Linked DNA regions of Mus musculus: regions 1 and 2 are each linked to region 3. A link is a contact called in public HiChIP or PLAC-seq data. All regions are on one chromosome and are shown on one strand. Each heading gives the region's core, a stretch centred on a gene start, on an enhancer-like site or on the middle of the called end of the contact. The rest is flanking DNA. Distances are from core to core; before and after follow the strand shown.

Region 1 (3,838 bases), core at 104-2,603, 580 kb after region 3:
GTGTGAATACAGGACTGCAGTACTTTAGTATTCTTTGGGTGACTTAAGATTAGTGTCATACTTTAATTATGAATGAGATCATCTTCATTGTCACTTGCACTGCTATGTTTCTAAACTCATCTAAGAGAGATTTGAAATAAATACAGCATCCGAAGGATTCTCCAGTAGATGGGTTTTAAACACGGAAGGTTTTCTACCCATAAGGTGCTGGAATGTCAGGTTCCTGGCAATGAGGCCCTGGGCCTAGTCCTTTCATACAACAGTTTGGACAGGAGTCACACACTGTGCAGGAGAGCTGGCTCTCTCTGAAGAGGAGGTTGAGCGGTTGGAAATTTCTCTCTGAAGTTCCTCTACTTTTCTTTGAAGCTCTGCTCTTTTGGCAAGAAGTTCTTTGTATCTGCTGTGGATAGGTTCCTGCAAGAGCAAACAAAATCACTGCAACAGGAATCCAGACAAACTTGAGGTCTTAACCATTCATTGAGCTTTGTGGCATTAGCTGTTTAAGCAGTTGGACAGCCCCACCTTTAGCTCCTTAGTGGAATTAAATTCATGTTTTGTTGTCACCTCTGATCATTCAGTTGCTTCAGATGTTCCTGGAAGATGCTACTTTATAAATATCATTTACTTAAAACTTCAGGACTATGGACCTGCAGTTTTTAGATTTTTATAGAATTATTTTCTTCTGTATACCTAAAGACCACACAGAAATGTGTACAGTTGGGAAAGTTTCGTAACTAAAGGACAGAGTGGGAAGTTTTGGTTGTGACAAAACTAGTGGGGTCATACTGTATATTACAGATATGTACCTGAGGTTTCATCCGGGGGTTCCACCTTATATAATATCCCACCCAGAGCTCTAGGTGGCGCATGCTGGCTACTGGGTAAAGGACATGATTGGAGTAGCTTCCATAAAGAGGATTAGTAAAGTCTTCCAGCTGGCTGTTTATATAGGACCACAGTGACACTGTCTTCTTAGGAAGATTCTGCAAGAGGGAAAAATTGGTAAAGATCTCCTATCATATCAGCTGCTTGAACCTCAGGTGAAACTTGTGTAGGGTTGTGTGATCATTAAAATTAGGATGCTGTAGATAGGATCAGTGTTCATTCACATGAGTAGATCCAAAAACACTGGCTCCAAGGCACCCTCTTCTAGTCTTCTCAAACACGTGTATCACACACTTGTCCATAGACAAAAAATAAAACTGCTCCATATGATTAAATCAATACTATTCAGAACAGCCAAAATAAAGAACAACCCAAAAGACCACCAACTGATGGGATATACACAATGGAAGGTTATTTGACCATGAAGAGGAAGTGTGTGGTATGACATAAACGTTGCAAATATAGTAATGAAAGGGGGCAGACACAAAGGTCACATGGTGAATGATCCCATTTATATGAAGTGTTCACAAGTAGCCATCCATAGAGAAACCTAGTCAGTATCTGCCCAAACCTGGGAGAACATGGATTAGCAGGTGTGTGATGAAAACTGCTCTAAATTAAATGGTGATGGCCCACAATCCTGTGGTTATACCATTAGATTATCACTTTAAAAGAGAATTTTGTATTTAAATGTTAGGATTTAAGACTTAAGAGTAGTTTCTCAAAAGACTGGCAGTAATTAGAATACTGCTGTGGTATTTGTGACTATCTAATAACTCACAATATACTGAAAGCCTACCATGCATGGAAATATATCCAGTATAAAGTATAACACCTGCAAGGTACAGTCTAGGAAGAACTTAATTTTCACAATAGTAAACACCATCACCCTGTTTTTCTGAAACAGAAATGAACTTAGGTGTTAGTGAGTCTAATACCTGAACCTGGTAGCAGGGCTTTTCAGTGTTAAGTCCTGTCCCATAATAACCTACTTTCTGACAAAGCTTTCAGAATGAAAGTTGATGTGCATGAGGGCTCTCTACCAATACACTAAAAGTGATACCTCTACAGAGAGTGGTTCTTTTGTTTTGCTGTAGCAGGATCGAACCCAGCACTTTGAAGAGCTAGGCAAGCACTCCAGCACTGACCCTCTATTGCTCCAGCACCTTCACATTTATTTTGAAAGGGTATGTGTTTAAAGGGCTGGCTTCAGACTTGTGGTCCTTTAACCTTAGCCTCTGGGATATCTGGGATTGTAAGTGTGAGCCCTTATCCCCAGTTTATGGGTTGAAGGAATCCTAATCTGTCTGGTGAGATACTATATAACCAAATGCATGCCAAGTGAGAGTAGAGATCATACTTTACCTCTTTCCCCCTCTGCTGTTCGCTGTTACAAAGGAATGTTCCAAATAAACAGCTGTACAAGTGGTCCAGGATGGTAATGAGAAAATACTCATTGAATTCAAATGCGGTAGGGAACTGCAAATTGAGCACCACAAACTTGAGACATTTTTCATGCATCTGTCATGAGTAGATCTTTCATAATAGTACTTAGATTTTAAACTACCTAAGCCATCAGAGCATTATTTGTTTTCCTTTCCAAGGTAGAGTCTTTCCCATGCAGCAAGTACTGAATGGTTTTGTGTTTGCTCTGCTTTGACCTTATAGTTGCCAGTCACTGATTTCTGACATGGAACAGTTCTGATATTCTTTTCTTTTAGTTTTCAATATGTCTAAGAATTAAAAGTAACAAATGTGCCCAGAAAATATCATAGGTATATACACAGAAGTATCAGCTATACAGCTGTGCAGCTATGCAGATAACTTGTAAGTCAACCTACTTGTCTTGTGGAAGAACAGGTTCTTCTAATTCACAACTGGAAGCATTAGTCCAACTCAGAATTCACCCTCAGTGGGTATCTTAATTTTATACAAGCCATTTTTGGAGGGCTATCAAAGGAATTAAAGACAGCCCAGAAGGTAGTAAAAGGTTTAATTGAACCCAATCCTATTAATATCACAAAATCATTCAGAAACTTATTTGTACATAAGCTTGTAAAACATTCCACAATGACCTGGGAAATACTGCCTTGGTATTTTAGAAAAAGTCTGTCAACCTCACTAAAATCTATGGGGACATGTAGTTTATTGCTACTCCTTCTTGACATAGGTAATTAACATACTGATGAGCTTTCAACATTTCTAAAAATCATGTCCCCATCCTACCCAAACAGCACCCTAACCAGTTCCAACTCTCAGGTGACCTAGTTAGGGGTTAAAGTCTACCAATCCAGACAGCTGGGCCGTATCTTCTCTTATTTGTCTTACTGGCATACATATCTCTCCAGTGACAAAAACTCTACTCCTGCTAAGACATTCTCAAACCCTGCAATTGTGTGTCCTATCATGAACCTTTCTAGACTTGAGTCATTTATACAACTATCTCAAACAAACCTGCTGCCTACAAGGCTGTTATAGGGTTTTTAATAGCTCCATGATTGACAGGGGCCAAGTCATCCCTGCTTTACATGTTCTACCCCAACACTTCTTCCTTTAAAACATAAAATGGCTCAAAATAATGTTTATTTTTGGCTGGAATTTGATGTAGTTTGTTTCTTATCTTTCTTAGCAAAGAAATTCAGAACTCTCAATGAGCAAAGGACTTTATTTCAAAGGAGGAATCTTTTTCATTTGTATCAACGCCCTGGGCCAAGATGCTACTAGAATCCAAGTGTTTATGAATTAATGTTTGTTACTATTACCCTAAAAGACAAGTTTTAGTACCGAATAATAACAACAGCTATTATCTCCAGGATTCTATCCAAGAATCATAAGTCAACCAGGACCACTCTAAGCTTGTGATGTGTGGTCAGGGTGTTAGCAGATGACGTCTTACCTGTCTTGTCATTTGCCAGACACAGTCAATAAACTGAAGGAAAACAGGTGACCTGTC
Region 2 (3,830 bases), core at 738-3,237, 540 kb after region 3:
TACTTGTGTGCACACGTGTGGGCCACCACATGCATGTGAAGGTCAAAGGACAACTTGAGGGAGTTCATTACCTCTTCTGGACATGGGTCTGGGAAATCAAACTCTGGTTCTAAGACCTGGAGGTCAGATGCAACTCTTCACATTTTCACAAGCCCAGGTGGTCCTTCCACGTGATACTGACTTTAGTGTCACCTAAGCCATTTTCCTCCATTGCTATTGGTCTAATTTCATAGCCCACCCACCCCACCCCACCCCACCTCCTGCCAAAGATTCAGAATGTCACTGTAGCAATGCTCTGACATTTCAGCTAGTTCTACAATGCCTGCTCATCAGAAAGAACATTGCCTGCAGGGTGTCGTCTGGTAGAGCTGTTGTTCCTGGGGGATCTACAAGTGGGAACTTCATCGAGTCTTTTCTCATTCTTCTGTCTCTGCTACTCTATGCAGCTTCTGGGAAGTTAGGTAATGAAAGTTCCTCATGAAAACTACAAATCATCAAAGCTGCTCTGAGTTTCTGAGCCAACAGAAACAGTATGACGTTTGAGCACTACTAAACTATAACACAATTTTAAAATCCTCAGGGGAAGCCTCCACTACTCATAAGCATGAACTATTACTCTGACAAATCCTAGTAACAGTGTAACTATATTATTTAACATTAATTACAATAGACTCACTTGCAAGAAATAAATTGTGGAGTGCAGAGCAGGGAAGGACACAGAAAGGCCCTAGCCAGGGCTGCAGAGGCAGGCAGTTAGGAGCAACCATTTACCCTGGCTTACCAAATAATTAAAACTCTGCTTTCAATCAAGGAAAAAAAAAATGAACTTATATGTTTCTTTCCTAGAATAAAATGCAAGAACTAGAAGAATAGATATGTAGCTAGTCTCCCAGTGACAGCAGTATTTTGTTGATAAATTATATACGACAAAGGCTTTAAGAAGAATAGTGCATTGGTTGTTATTGAGTCCTTGCAATATAAGCTTTACATTGCAGATAAGCTGTATATTGCAGAGATTAAGTGTATACATTGAAATTTTATTCTAATACTTATTTTGCACCCTACAAAAGTCAATGCAATTATTGCAATACTTAAGTTAGAAACATTTAAAAATGTCAGCCTAAATAAAGGAAGGAACTACACAGACCCTGCCTATCATCTCCAGGCTCTACTTACCTATGACTTAACTGGAAGATAAGTCATATCCCTAACAAGAGACTCTGGGAGTTGAAAAAAACATGGTACTGTGACCTGCACACAACAACACTCACACATAATTTCCCTTCCCTTTAGCTTGTCTTACGAAAGAACAGAATTTTTACTTGGCATTATTGGTACTTTGGATTTAATACCATTTGGGGGGATGAATTTCAGTTTGTATTCTTAGGTTTGATAGTTTAAAAATATTTAAAAGATCTATTGGAGCAAGATAATTTTGTTAACCATTAAATTCTCTGTATCATAAAAGACTAAGGAAACAGGTAGGAAGGAGTAAGGGGTACAAACCAAGCACTTGGAGGCTAAAGGAGGATGATGAGTTTGAGGCCAAACTGGGATACATAGTGAAGCTCCAACTCAAAAAAAAAGCAAACAAATGAAAGAGATAAGGAGAGATTTAACTAGGTATACTCACCACAGCAACTGCTACTAAGGTCAGTAGCTACACTTAGCCGTAGCGGGTCTCTAGCAGAACTCAAAGTGTATAGGGAAGCAGCTGATTAGGAGGACATTCGGATACCCAAGTAACCTGAGGTGTGAGCTGATGCAAGACATTCCTCAGAATGAACAAGTAAGCCTGAGGCACACAATGTAGTGTCTATGTCTCGCCTACTACTTATGTGACTGGTTTCACCTGTAATTTGGGGCAACTCATCACTCAGCTATTATAAGAAGCAAATATGAACATGACATACAAAACAATTAACTGTACCTTCCCTTCTGTATGAGTAGCTGCTATGGTAGCATAGAAAAACTCAGTTAAGAGGAAGTGGGCTGAAGACACCAACCAGGCTAAAATAAAATGGTTCTCTTGCAATTCACTTTAACAAAAGGAACTGTTCTCTGGCGCATTGGAAGAACATACCAGGTTAAGTCAGACCTAGGAAGTGCTTACCATTATTATAGTTACTCTGTAACTTAGAGTTTTTATTTCAGCGCTTCTGTTACATAAGGTTGATTATATCTCAGGGGATCATTCAACATAACTTAAGAATATAATAAAACAAAGTAATTGCTGATGGGTAAAAATAGTAAGTAATGCACAAGAGGCCCAGCTCAAGATGGGCAATCTTCAAGGAGGGAGGGCAAATGCATTGCCACAAATCTCCACACATGCAGCAATTACTTGGATACACTATGCCCTGGTTCTACAATGGTTCCTTTACAAATTCCTGTCACTAGTAAAAATGGGAAGCAAGGAATATACATGTGGATCCCAAGAAGCATGTAAAGTCTATTCAATTACGACACACACCAAACCACACAAGCAACAGAAAATATACCTTGCTTTAATAGGGGAAACATTCAGAAAACAAAACATACAAATGAAGGAAAATTCATGCACTCCCTTCAAAGCTGCACTCTCCCCTCAAGCCTGAACTCTGAATATGACATCATCTCTATGTTTAAGAGATTAACTCTATAAATGTCACAATGTACAAACTACAGAACACGAATCAATGTGTTATGGTTTTATGCCTCAATTTATAGAATAGTTAAAAACAAGTTGTAGGGCCGGGCGTGGTGGTGCACGCCTTTAATCCCAGCACTCGGGAGGCAGAGGCAGGCAGATTTCTGAGTTCGAGTCCAGCCTGGTCTACAAAGTGAGTTCCACGACAGCCAGGGCTACACAGAGAAACCCTGTCTCAGAAAACCAAAACCAAACCAAACCAAACCAAACCAAGTTGTAATGAGGGAGTAGCCCCTTTCTATGTTGATGTTCACTATCTACCCTCTTTGTTAGTGACTCTCAGCTCCCACTGTTCAGTTGTTCCGTATATTTAAGACCTATTTATCTACATTAAATACACTAGTATTTATTAAATATACTCAATACCTGATACACTTTCAATACAATCAAGTACTGTCTTGGTCTGGAGAACACATACACAGCATGAAAGCCCTTCAACCATGGTCTGGAGACCTGGCTTTTGGGGGCAGTTGTGCAGGGGAGGTTTTGACATAAGGCTTCTCTGTGTAGCCCTGGCTGTCCTGGAACTCACTCTGTAGACCAGGCTGGCCTCGAATTCACAGAGATCCGTGTGTTTCTGCCTCCCAACCCCCTAACAAGGTTGGCCTTCTCTCCCTCCCGTCTGGGTACCCAGAAAGAGATGGGAAGAACGATTAAAGCGTATAGAGTCACCTTAGCGTCATAAAGGACGGTAGTCAAATGAAGAGTCTTCAGTATTTTCTGCAAGCCCCACTTAGTGTGTGCATGTTTTCATGGTCAGCACTGAATCAGCTTTCAAGTGATTTCCAACAAAAGCTTTTAATGGGATCAAGATCTAAACTTTATAAAGTCAAAATTAAAACTGGAAAAAATAGCCACCTACTCAAGTCAAGAAACACTACAATATAGATTTAAATCTGCGACTAGCACCGCACATAAATAACCCCATTTACCTGGAGTTGTTCCACAGTTTCTTTGTGCGCTTTTTCCATACTGTTCATCTTAGTCCTCAAATTTGACTCTTGGTATTGAAAGTCTGCCTTCAGTTCAGTTAACTGAAATTAAAAAAAAAGAAAAGCATTCATGTACACACTTATCTGTCCACATACTGACACATTAAATATTCTTTCCAACAGGCATTACTTGTTATGAAAGTAGAGGT
Region 3 (4,005 bases), core at 1,431-3,930:
ACCATAACCACAGAAACTCTTATAAAGGAAAACAGTTTGAGAAGTCTAGTTCATTATCATCATAGCAAGAAGCATGACAGCATGCAGACAGAAGTGATGTTGGAGGAGCTGAGTGCTACATCTTGATCAGCAGGCAGCAGAAGACTGTGTTCCAGACAGTGGGAGTTGCTTGAGCATATATAATCTCAAAGTCCGCCTCCACAGTGACACACTTCCTCCAACAAGGCCACACCCACTAATAGTGCCACTCTCTATGGGCCAAGCATTCAAACACATGAGTCTATGGGGCCATACCTATTTAAATCACCACAGTACCTAAGGGTGAAGGTAATTATGGCTTAGGTGGAGGAGGAAATGCTGTGCTTAATAGGTACAAGTGGAAGGGAATTTTAACCTCAAGTTGGGCGTAAAGTATGAGCTTATTAGGAAGGTGAAGGGCTTGAGGGTGTGAGGGTAGCTGGGGCAGACTGCAGAGAAAAGCTAGCCAAGGGAAGAGAACTTCCTGATGTAGAGGCTCAAGGTCCAGTGCAATGTGTCGTGTTTGTAGGGTTGCAAGAAACTCAATAGCTCTTAGGGCATGGGGCAAGGTGGGAGTGGTCAGAGAGGAGAGCTGAGCGGGGTGGCTTCAGTGGTCCTATGATCAGCATGGGGCTGGCTTTATTCAAAGGCACAGGAAGAGTGATTGGAGAGTGAGGTAGAGGGACAGTCTTCCCATCTGCAACATAGAGTAGGAGGGAAGATGGAATAAAATCCACATTTGACAGATAAGGGCAAGCCCTAAGAGCTCATTCAGTGTGGTGGTAGGGTGCAATATCTGGGTATGGGGACAAGGGAAGCTCATCTTTGCAAATAACTTGGGCTAGAAACTGAAGCCACAGAAGTGTATGCTAATGTCATTGTCTTTGACATCAGCCACTGCCTCTTTCTCAGGCCTGAGTCAGAAGCTCTGGACTATGAGGGCTGCCTGCCTGTGAGCAGAGTCTGTGGAAAGGGAGAGCCTCAGGGTGACCAGGCAGACAGCAGGGACAGACTGGGAAGCATTCTTGAACATTCTTGATGCTTCTAAGACAGCCTTCCCCTGGAATGAGCGATCAGCAAATATCTGAATTAGCTCTAAGCCTTCCCACCCTGTAATTGTTTTTCCTCTGGAATCTTGAGATAAGGAAATTTTTAATTTTTTAAAATAAAATTCAAAATATTTATAATTTTATCCTTGGAAAGTAAACATGTGAGCAATCAAAAGCAAAATCAAAAACAGTGTCTTTTGCTATGAGCACAAGGAAGTCAAGTCGACAGTATTATCAACATTAGATGTTTATATCTGGCAGCAGCCCACAGGAGGCTTGGATAAAACTGAAGCCTACTGTGGGTCTGAGGCAGTGGGGCAGAGATATGTACACAGCTAGAGTCCTGGGTGTTAGAGCTGTCCACATTGACTCTCACTGACCTGACGCTCACCAAGGAAGCCAAGCTGATCTTCAAGCCCCAAGAACTTAGCTGTTTCTGTGCCCCCAACATGAGATCACAAGTCTGTGCCACCTTGCCCTGCTTTTCTTTTTAAACTCAGGTTCTGTGCATCAAACGCAAACAGATCCTCTTGCTTATATCTGGACCCCCGCTGCCAAGTTTGCGTGGCAGTCACTGTGACCATGAAGCCATCTCCCCAACCTGGTTATGGTAGAAAGATCCAAGCTTTCAGTGATGTTTTATTTATTTATTTTGTTTGTTTGTTTGTTTGTTGAAACGGTCTTGATTTGTAGTCCAGGCTGGTCTTAACCTCTGTCCCGGAATTACGAGCCTAAGTCGCCCTTCTCAGTTCCCTAACCTAATGTATACTGTTGCTCCAGACCTCAGTTTTATTTTTAAACTAAATTAATTACTTCAGTTTGAGTCAGGGTCCAAGAAGCCCATTCTGCCTTTGAACTCCTGGTCCCTGTGCACACCACCACAGCTAGTTATTTACTGGGAGTGGGAACCGGGGCTGGGCTTCTTAATCCTAGTCAATCACTCTGCTCACATCCCAGCCAGATTCCTCTGCTCTTTATTCCACCAGCCTGTCTCAAGTCCCTCCCACATTCTTTTCCCCTCTGGGAAAGTCCAGCTTGGGGCTGCCTTCCTCAGGGTGTCAGTTCAGATATCATCTTTTCAGGCCAACTTCCTTCACTGTATCCTAAAACCCTGTAGGAGTCACGCAGTGGATTAACACTGGGTTTTCAGTGATTCCGTAAACAGCATGTTTTGTTTGTTTGTTTGTTTGTTTGCTTGTTTTTTAATTAATACTAGGCTCACCAAACAGAGATCCTGCTCTTGTCGGTTATCACTCTACTAATTCAAGGTGGGGGTGTGCAGAGGCATGTGAGCAGTGGGATGAATACAGGGTGTTGGCTGTCTTGTTCCCTTCTGAGTTTCGGTTTGATATCTAATGCTCATACCAAGTAAACCACGGCCGGGCTGTGCTGTCTGCCTAAGAACTTCCTTTATCAGTATTTATTTATTTATTTATTTATTTATTTATTTATTTATTTATTTATTTATTTATTTATTTAGCAGGGTCTTACGGATCCCCCTGCCTCTACCAAAAACCCGGCTTTAACAGGGTTTCTTAACTGGGGTCTGATGCGGAAGGGTAGGCACCGTCTCCTCTGTGGACATCTCCCCATCCCGGAGGAACCTGGTGCACGCAAGGTCCGACTTCTCAGCGCCAGCCCTGGGGACAGCCCCTTGGGCTAAGCCAGTCCAGCGCGGAGGGGGAGCTCTGGCACACAGCAGCGCCGCGGCAGGTGTCCGGTCTCCAGGGGTGGGTGCAGCCGCAGAAAGCCGCGGCTGAGCACTGCAGCCATCTTCGGGGTGGAGGCGGAGAAGGGGCGCGGCCTTGGCCCAGAGCCGCCCCGCCAGAGAGGCTCACCGCGGACTTCCCTGCTCTAGCGGCGCCCGGCCGCGCAGAGGCCGCCATGGGCTGTGCGCGCTGGCTGGCGCTGGGCGGCCTCCTGGCCCTGGCAGGGCTGTTGCAGGCCCGGCTGCTGCTCCCGCAGCAAGCGGGCTTCGGCGAATGCGACCGTTTCTTCTACAAGGGGACCCCACCCGCCGGGCTGGCGACCGAAGCGCACGTGAGGATCTGTCAACGCTTCGCGGGCTCCGAGCGCTTCGCCACTCTGTACAGTCCTGGCCACCGCATCCCCGTGTTCTCCGCGTTTCGCGCTGCGCGCCCGGCGTCCCGCAGTGCCGAGCAGCGCGGGCTGCTGGAGCCGCAGGTAAGCAGGACTCGGGAGAACCGGGATCTGAAGTTCAGATCTACCCCCCAGCGTCTCCCCATCCCCAAACTGCAGCCTGCCTTGCCTGGGTGGGAGTCTCCACTTAAGCCGCAGGGGCGGGAGGTTCCCCGAGGAGATGGCCCTCCCTCCTCTTGGGCTCAGACGTCTGCAGTGTCTGGTTGGTTTCCTGGGTAGTAGAGAACATGAACTGGGAGACAGCCCTTGGTGGCCAAGACCGGGCAGATCCGCGGGAAGCACAAGCTTCCCAGGCCCGCCCACATCCCCTCAGCAACATTTGGGCGGTGGGCAAGTTCACCCCACTTTACAGGAAGCAGCTCCAGACAAGGAGGGGTGAAGGAGCTTGCAGAAGACCACCCAGCTGGTGAGATGAGTGAGCTGGTCTTGAGGCTAGAAAATCACTGCCCTTTCTGCTAGGGGAAAGCTTCTGACAGTGCAAGGACTTTGGGAAGCTCAGTGGGGGTAGTACCCACGCAGAAAGGACAAACCAGTTTTTCCTGAATCTTCGTATCTGTAGATTATCAGACCATTGCAATCAAGTGACCTTTCACAGTGTTGGGTCTGTCTGGCGGCAGGGATCAAACACCGAGAAAGCCTTCCATGGGCCATACAGAAACTGCTGACTGGCTCTCCTCTGCCAGGTCTCCGCAGTAAGACACCCTGTCCTGCCTCTCTGACTTCTCCCCAGCCTTCCAGCCCTGTGTGTCCCAGAGCCCTTGGTTCCTGCCGGCCACCA

The links. HiChIP or PLAC-seq counts read pairs in DNA pulled down with a chosen protein or histone mark.
Region 1: a contact with region 3 is called in an H3K4me3 HiChIP or PLAC-seq map of bone marrow-derived macrophages, with 9 times the contacts expected there. The contact joins the enhancer-like site here to the promoter of Endod1 in region 3. A contact is called at or near these places in 6 of 39 promoter capture datasets (HPC-7-derived erythroid cells, cranial neural crest, hematopoietic stem and progenitor cells and 3 more), 5 of 115 datasets of contacts at active chromatin or transcription factors (bone marrow-derived macrophages, embryonic basal ganglia, embryonic stem cells and 2 more) and 2 of 9 other capture datasets (adipose tissue and liver).
Region 2: an H3K4me3 HiChIP or PLAC-seq map of bone marrow-derived macrophages shows a contact between it and region 3, with 6 times the contacts expected there. The contact joins the enhancer-like site here to the promoter of Endod1 in region 3. A contact is called at or near these places in 21 of 39 promoter capture datasets (the 3T3-L1 cell line, the C10 cell line, the HPC-7 cell line and 12 more), 1 of 15 datasets of contacts at CTCF or cohesin (large pre-B cells), 1 of 484 Hi-C or Micro-C datasets (bone marrow-derived macrophages), 26 of 115 datasets of contacts at active chromatin or transcription factors (the 230-238 cell line, the SCID.adh cell line, VIP interneurons and 16 more) and 4 of 9 other capture datasets (adipose tissue, bone marrow-derived macrophages, embryonic stem cells and 1 more).

What each region holds. Positions count from the first base shown.
Region 1 is chr9:13,801,951-13,805,788 of GRCm38.p6, reverse strand. It overlaps Mtmr2 (myotubularin related protein 2), which reads right to left. Exons shown (of 15, transcript NM_023858.4): 12 at 3,782-3,838; 13 at 2,251-2,364; 14 at 807-983; 15 at 1-414. The coding sequence ends at 253. Among named protein-coding and RNA genes, the nearest start is that of Cep57, 23 kb to the left of the region's middle. Within about 2 kb of position 1,353, at least 2 of the 459 cell types and tissues checked have an H3K27ac peak or open chromatin away from gene starts, as enhancers often do. A contact at or near this core is called in bone marrow-derived macrophages, where this site is marked.
Region 2 is chr9:13,839,533-13,843,362 of GRCm38.p6, reverse strand. Fam76b (family with sequence similarity 76, member B) reads right to left here. Exons shown (of 10, transcript NM_176836.4): 9 at 3,622-3,723. Among named protein-coding and RNA genes, the nearest start is that of Fam76b, 14 kb to the right of the region's middle. Within about 2 kb of position 1,987, at least 5 of the 459 cell types and tissues checked have an H3K27ac peak or open chromatin away from gene starts, as enhancers often do. A contact at or near this core is called in adipose tissue and bone marrow-derived macrophages, where this site is marked.
Region 3 is chr9:14,379,917-14,383,921 of GRCm38.p6, reverse strand. It overlaps Endod1 (endonuclease domain containing 1), which reads left to right and starts at 2,680. Exons shown (of 2, transcript NM_028013.3): 1 at 2,680-3,251. The coding sequence starts at 2,952.